Regions from separate parts of the Mus musculus genome. Here region 2 is linked to region 1. Evidence: chromatin contacts called from public HiChIP or PLAC-seq data. All regions are on one chromosome and are shown on one strand. The core of a region is the stretch at or near the end of the contact, and the rest is flanking DNA. Distances in the headings are between cores, read along the strand shown. Region 1 has its middle 18 kb from the start of 1810073O08Rik. Region 2 overlaps Thada (thyroid adenoma associated).

Region 1 (3,673 bases), core at 81-2,580:
CTGGCGGGCCACCGCCGGCCAGGAACATGGCCAGTTAACCATCTCCAGATCCGTGTCTGCTCTCGGTTTTGTGTCATTGCCGCGGCAACGGGAAAGCAGAGCTCCTGGCCGGTCCACTCTCAGATGCCAAGAGAGAATTACTGCCAAAATGAAGTTAACCCTTTGCACCCTCCCCACCAGCCTTCCAGGCCACAGAGATGAACACTGTGGAGCGTGGTCCTCAGGCCCACAATCCCAGCATGAGGAAGCTGAGGCAGAGGGATCCCTGCTAGTCTGAGGCCAGCCTGAGCTGCAGAGAGAGGAGCCAGTGAGAGCTAAGAGAGAAACCATGCCCGGAAACAAAACTAAAACACAAAAAGAAATGAGAGCACCAAGTCTAACACTCACCAAAAGTTCAACCGCCCCAGGCAGGGCCTGCTCCAGAGAGACCCCGCCACCACCTGAGTGACAGAGTAGAGAGCAGCAGAGAACAGCAGAGGTGGCGTGAGGGTTGACATGCTCAGCTGCTGGAAGCTGCTCTCAAAGCAACTGCCTGTTTTCCCAAGAAACCCAGCCCATGACCGGCAGGAGCCTACGGGCACTTAGATGGACCCATGAAGGCAAAAGCATGGCCACTGTTCCCCCAACTCACTGAGGTACCAACCGGAACAAGGGGGCATGGGGCAAAGCATGCTGGCCTGGGAATCCAGAAACAAGCTGCCCCCAGGTGCCTGTCCTGTCCCCAGGTGGCTAGAACTATGGTCCGGTTGGTTTGGGGTCGGTTGGTTGTTTTAACTTTTTTAAATGAATTAATTTCGAGGGAGGAAGAGAGAGATACCACAGTGCAGCTGTGGAAGTCAGGGGACAAGCTGTAGGCTCAGGCCTTCCATCGTGTGGCTCTGGGGACTGAATTCAGATCATCAGGCTTGGTGGCAGGCACCCTTACAGAGACGCCACGGCTTCCAGATGGTGAGGCTAGGACAGACACGCCCATGAAATCTGACCTCGACGGCTCCTCCTTGTGACCTCATGTTAATGACTCTTCAATCAGACAGCAGACGCCTTAGGTAGGGTCTATCCACGGACACTCAGGGACAAGGGTACCTGCTACTGCTTTTGCCTCCTAGGCATCAGCTTCTTCACCTGTGAGACTGACTGGGGTCATCCTGGGCTAACTGCACATCCTGGGCTAACTGCACATCCTGGGCTAACTGCATAAAGCAATAGAACTGAAAGGGCTGCAGGTGCATTCACAGCTATCTGGCTGAAGAAGATGCTAGAAGCCACCCCTCTTCCTGTCCCTTTGTCCTCTGCTCATCTCTCAACACCCCCTGCCTGCACCGCCTCTTCCTGGGTGGCCACCCAGATGAGGAGCGCTCCTGAGGCTCGTGGCAGCTGTGGTGGCGACTGCTGGCCTTGTGGAAGAGATGTTTTGTTTTGATTATAAATTTGGGGTTGTTTTGTTTTGTTTTGTTTTGAGGCAAGTCTCACTCTGTATTTTAGACTCCTCTGAGACTCACTATGTAGCACAAGCTAGTCTCAAACTTGTAGCAATTCTCCTGCCTCAGCCTTCCAAGTGCTCTACTTACAGGCTTGAGCCTCCATGCCCAGCTCAGAAATTAAGATTGTCGTTCCTCATGTGTCCCTCCCTGCCCCCCCCCACTTCCCCACCCCTTTACAGCTGAAGGAAATGGGTCACAAGCAGGGGACTTTCCAGGAGTCACTTGGTTTGCAAGAACCTGATTCTCCAGGATGGTCTTAGTCTAAGACCCTGTCCCTGTCTCCAGACACAAGCAGGATGATTTCCTGTCCTTAGGACCCATCTAGGGCCAGTGTGAACCTTCTGGGTCCTGAGTGCACCTAAAATGCTAGGGTCATCCTGGGATATGATGAGTGTAGAGAGACGTGTCAAACCATGGCTAGCTTTTTCAGTTGCCAGGGGCCACCTGCAATGAGTGGGCAAGGCACTCAATGTCAGTCCCACTCAGGAGGAGGGGACACTCAGGCCTTCGAGGTGACACTCAGCAAGTCTGAGTGTAAACGTGGACACTCCCTCTAACCTCCTCCACTCTTGCAAACTTCCCTAAGATTCAGGTCAGGAAGGACGCTTGTCCTATCTCATTGGCTTCAGGGAGATCCAAAGATGACTGGCGAGTGTCAGGAGCCTGTAAACCTGTTCTCATTAGTCATTAATGCGCTCACTATTTGTTTGTGTTTCTAAGCAGCAGATCTGCTGATCAGGCCAAACCTCCTTTCTCTCCTCGATCCTAAACAGAACTTTTGATGTGGATCTTGTCTGTTCCCATACCTAGAAGTGAATCCAAGGCCAGATCGGAGAATCAACATCTTGTCTTGGTGAACAGAGTGCTGATGTCTACCTTTTGGGCAGGGTGTAGGCCCTGAGACCAGCCAAGCGAAGGGAAGCCAGCACGGCAGGCAGGTTTCCTGCTCCAGCTAGTAAATGAACAAACACACCAGATCAATGGCCACAGGATACGCTGTGTAGAGCATTCACCTTCCTGGCAAGGGCTGGCCCTCACAGTTACAGCTCTGACTCTAGACCTTTACAAAGAAGTCCTGCAACTGGTTCTCTCTCTCTCTCTCTCTCTCTCTCCCCTTCCCCCTCCCCCTCTTCCGCCCCCTCCCCCCTCTCCTCCTCTCCTCTCTCTCAACTCTCTTTCTCTCCCCTCTTCTCCCTCTCTTTCTTCCTTTCTTTCTCCACTCTCTCCTTCCCTCCTGTCTTCTTTTCTCTCCTTCCTTCTCTCTTCCTTCTCTCTTCTTCCCCTTCTCCATCCTTTCTTCCTTCCTCCACCTTCCTGCCATTTCCACCTTTGACCTCAAGGTAGAGGCAGGAGAGGGAAGATGTTGGCCTTTGGGTACCTGTCTCTGTTAAGCAGGAATGATCCCTGGGAGGTCAGGAGCAGGATCCAGCCATCCGAAAGGGACCAGGGACTGGGGAATGATGAGCAGAACAGCAAGGAGGACCATGTTGGACAACTGTAGAGATATTGGACTAAGAGAAGCCAGAGCCTGGTGATTTAGAGCACCAGTCCGAGTGGGGAAGCCCTCTGAAAAAGGAATATTTGGTAACATCCTACTAATGCTAACAACCCCAAGCCAAGATTGGGCACAAAGGCACACTGTCAGGGAAATGAGATTCTCCAATTCCCAAGGAAAACAGGGGACATCTGTGCCACCACAAACACAGCTATGGAAGGAGCCGGTGATGGAAGGGCCCGGAGCAACCCAGAGGAGAACTTGATGCCAGCAAACTTGGGTCCTGAACAGCAAGATACTCAAGTTCTGGTGAGGGGGGATTCCATGGAACCATGTCCATCCCAGGGAAGTGGAGGCAGGAGGATCAGGAGTTCAAAGTCATTCCCTCTCTCAAGGAAGAAAAAGTCTCTGGATGTCCCTTTCTTTAAGGGAGAGAAAGATCCCTTTCCTCCTGTCAATCAGAAGAAAAGGAACGCAGACTCTCTGTGAGAGTCTCACATGCCCTGAAGGATCACAAACTCCAAGATCCTTCCAGACCTCTTACATAGACAAAGGAATGGAGCCTTTATCTAGGATCCTGGGCAATTGTGGAAACTTTCATTTGTGCTCAGTGTGAATGCAACTGCTTTCTGGGGGCAGATGACAGGGTTGCCACTAAATGTACTAAGTGTATTTGCCTAGGGAGGTAGACACTGAC
Region 2 (3,916 bases), core at 290-2,789, 410 kb before region 1:
ATACCTGGGGTCCAAGATGACTTGAGTAAGTGGAGGGTAGATTAGGCATCTTATATTATCACTCTCATCCCGTTCTTGAGGTTCTGTTTGACAATGCATATGAATTGTAAGTATTATATACCCTTTGAGTACACTATATAAATATTTAGCTTTTTCGAGACAGGGCTTCTCTGTGTAGCCCTGGATATCCTGGAACTCTGTAGACCAGGCTCGCCTCAAACTTAGAAATCTGCCTGCCTCTGCCTCCCAAGTGCTAGGATTAAAGGCGTGCATCACCACTGCCTGGCTTAGCCCAGTCTTTAGGTACATGGAAAGTTTTAGGAATACTTGCAGGTCTTTTGCAACTTGTATTTTTATTTTGAATTTAAAACATTTTATTATTAGAATTGTCAGTGTATTTAATAATGACAAGAACTGCCCCTCATTACACCACTACTCGGCCTTGGCTGTAGTCAGCATTTTGCCTATCTTCATTCTTCATTTCCTGGAGTTTGTACATACCATGTCATTTTTCCTATAAATCCATTTGGTGTACATGATTAAAGAAATTTAAGAAGAAATACCATGTGCTGGAGAGATGGCTCAGTGGTTGAGAGCATTGACTGCTCTTACAGAGGTCCTGAGTTCAATTCCCAGCAACCACATGGTGGCTCACAACCATCTGTAATGGGGTCTGATGCCCTCCTCTGGTGTGTCTGAAGAGAGCAATGGTGTACTCATATACATAAACTAAATAAATAAATCTTTTTTAAAAAGAACAAGAAGAAATTCCACTGTTATAATCACCACATCTGGCAAAGTTAATTCTTCAATCTGCAGACTTCCTTTAAAGTTCTACAGGTCTTTCTGTAGTTGATTTATTCGAACCAAGAACCAGGCAACTTGTATACATTGCATTTAGTCTGCTTTAGCTCATCTCTGTGAATGTTTCAGTCTTGAAAGCCTTTTGTTTTGTAATACTTTATATTCTTCTGCTGCTGTTGGCTTGTTTGTAGAATTTGGTTTTCTTATGCAGTGTACAAAATTGTGAGTGCTCTTGCAATATTGTTTAGTTTGTTTTATTGGACTGCCATATTTCTAGTAAAATGGCATTAGAAATACAACCTCGATTACTTCCAGATTAACTTTTATTTAAGTAGAAGTATTTAGGTTCTGATTATAATATGAGTGCTGTGTGTATGTGTTTGTTTTTCTGTCTGTCTGTGTCTGTCTGTGTTTGTGGTCTGAAACTCTATGTATTATAGATCAGGCTGGCCTCAAACTCATAGCAATCTTCATGTCTTAGTTTTCCATGTTCTAGGATTAGAAGTGTATAGCAGCATCATTGCTGATTGGTTTTATGTTAATTGTCTAGTATTAATTTCTGTACAAGCAAATGCCAATAACTAGGAATCAGCAGTTTTGTGCCCAGATTGAGCTCCAGTGAGCACAGCGTAATCTAAAGAGGAACAGATACTTGTATCTGCTGTGGGTTGCTTCACAGCAGAGGAATTAGGAGCAGGAGGGAGCCCTTTTGTAAAGAGCATAGAGCTCTTTTGTAAAGAGCATACAGCTTTTCTGTCCTCTGTCCAGAGGGAGGCACCACGCCTCCCAGGGCTCTTCATTATGTAAGCATCCTTGAGTGGACGCTTCCTTGGACAGGACAATTGCTGCTTCAGTGTACGCTGTTTGGTCATGTGAACTTCTAGACAACTGTGCCTCAATGGCACCATCGTTTACAGCTTTCTTTTTGTGGTGGGGGGTGTTTTTGAGACCGAATTTCATGAATTCCAAGCTGGCCTTCAACTCTCTATGTAGTCAGCCATAGCCTTGAAATCTGGATCCTTCTGCCTCCACTTCTGAGCACTAGGATTACAGGATTGTACCAATACATGCAGTTTCATGTGGTGCTGGGTTTCAAACCCACGACTTTGTGAATACTAAGTAAGGACTCTACATCTGAGCCCCAGCCCCAGCCCTTATTTCTAATGTCGCCTTGATTTTTGGAGAATTTTCTCATGAGATTGCTATGTTCTCAGTTCCTTTCATTAATCTGACTGGCAAGTTGGGACTAAAATCATGCATTTTGTCTAATACAGCATTTAATTAATTGAAACTGCTGTCAGTGAAATGGATACAACCTTCAGTATTAACATCAGCTACAGACCCTAGCACCTGAGATCTAATTAGCACCACATTGGTGTTTGTACAGCAGAGGGCTCCCTGGTTTTCTGTATTCCCTTTCCATCTAGCCTTGGGCACTAATCCAGATACCTCAAAAAGTCTTTATCTCAGCCTGGAGATTGAAGCCTCGGACAGTTTCCTATGCACTATAGTTCTGCCTTGGGTTTTGGAGCAGACCTAAATGACCTTCATGTTCGTGATTACTCTAGTTAAAACTGAAATCTTTTGTACCCTGTGATCTTCCTTATAGTAGAAGGAATTGACTGCAGAGTTTACAAAAGTTGGGCCACTTCTTCACAAGGAGTTTCTATGACTAACCAAATGTAGCCTTATCACAGATAGATCTTGACTGCTAGTATTTAGAGCATCAGTTTTGAGGAAGGAGGCAAGTTAAAGGCAGAGGAAAGTATAATTCCAAGGGTATGCATGGTGCTTCCTTAAGTAAAGCCTCCGTCTGTAATTTTAGGAGACTGTTTTATATTGGGTGAGAAGTATGTGTTTACATTGTCTCTAGCATAGCCTAAAACCCAGCTGGTAAACCTTAAATGTCATAGCTCCTGTCATGTCACTGATTTCAGGCTTTAATTTTAGAGAATATGGGTAGTTGGTCTAGCCTGCCCTCTTTTGCCCTTATCACCAGCCCCATGCAGTAACTTCTTAGGGCTACAGAGAAAGACAAGATGCCCAGAGATGTCAAGATGTCTTGTGCACAGAGAGGTGACATGCTGGGTCCAGGGCCATTGAGTTCAGTTTCCTTACGGACATGTTTGTAATGTTTTATTTTCTTTAGTTATTTTTATTTTATGTGCATTTGGTGTTTTGCCTACATGTCTATCTGTGTGTCAGGGACCCTGGAACTGGAGTTGCAGACAGTTGTAAACCACCATGTAGGTGCTGAGAATTGAACCTGTGACCTCTGGATGAGCAACCAATGTTCTTAGCTCCTGAATCATCTCTCCAGGTCCCCCAACACCCCCAGCATCTTAACAAGGCTATCAGATTGTGCTTAAAGAATCTTCTCCACGTGGAGGACAGACATGGCCATTACTAGGTTTGTAGGGTTGCAAGGTATAGGGGTTACAACAGAGCAACTTCCTTGGTGAGGAAGGCAGTTGAGACACTTTCTTGCCTTTGTTCCATCTCCTGGCCTAGTGGGTGTCCTAAGGTTGTGCTGCTGCCATCACCACAGTGCTGTCTCCTTTCAGTAGCTGTGACGTCACTTCCCCTCATTCGCTGTCTGATTGAGACTGTCTGTCTTGAAGGGCTGAGTGGAAGAGGAACACTTCATTCTTTTTTTTTTTTTAAAGATTTATTTATTTATATTATGTATGTGAGTACACTGTCACTCTCTTCAGACACACCAGAAGAGGGTATCTGGTACCATCACAGATGGTTGTGAGCCACCATGTGGTTGCTGGGAATTGAACTCAGGACCTCTGGAAGAGCAGCCAGTGCTCTTAACCACTGAGCCATTTCTCCGGCCCCAGAAACACTTCATTCTTATAACATCCTTTCACCTTCTCCACTATGGCTGTTTATTTAGGAAAATTACGCAGTATCATCATCAGACTGGTGGCCGTCGTCTAATTGCTAGAGTTCAGGTCATTGAACAGGATGAAGTGTGAATCTTCTAGTTACCCTGTGGCCTAGGTACATGAAAGTTGTAGCACCTAAACTGTCTGAGCCATCATGGCGGCTATAGTCAGGAAAATATTTTAACTTTTCAACATAGATCAGTGTCATGGCTGGTTTA

Evidence for each region. HiChIP or PLAC-seq counts read pairs in DNA pulled down with a chosen protein or histone mark.
Region 2: a contact with region 1 is called in an H3K27ac HiChIP or PLAC-seq map of microglia, with 4 times the contacts expected there. The contact joins two enhancer-like sites. A contact is called at or near these places in 3 of 115 datasets of contacts at active chromatin or transcription factors (embryonic basal ganglia, embryonic stem cells and microglia) and 4 of 9 other capture datasets (adipose tissue, embryonic stem cells, liver and 1 more).

What each region holds. Positions count from the first base shown.
Region 1 is chr17:83,934,173-83,937,845 of GRCm38.p6, reverse strand. No RefSeq gene overlaps it. Among named protein-coding and RNA genes, the nearest start is that of 1810073O08Rik, 18 kb to the right of the region's middle. Within about 2 kb of position 1,330, at least 82 of the 459 cell types and tissues checked have an H3K27ac peak or open chromatin away from gene starts, as enhancers often do. A contact at or near this core is called in adipose tissue and microglia, where this site is marked.
Region 2 is chr17:84,340,179-84,344,094 of GRCm38.p6, reverse strand. The region is part of intron 26 of Thada (thyroid adenoma associated); the gene reads left to right. Among named protein-coding and RNA genes, the nearest start is that of Gm24722, 49 kb to the left of the region's middle. Within about 2 kb of position 1,539, at least 23 of the 459 cell types and tissues checked have an H3K27ac peak or open chromatin away from gene starts, as enhancers often do. A contact at or near this core is called in adipose tissue and microglia, where this site is marked.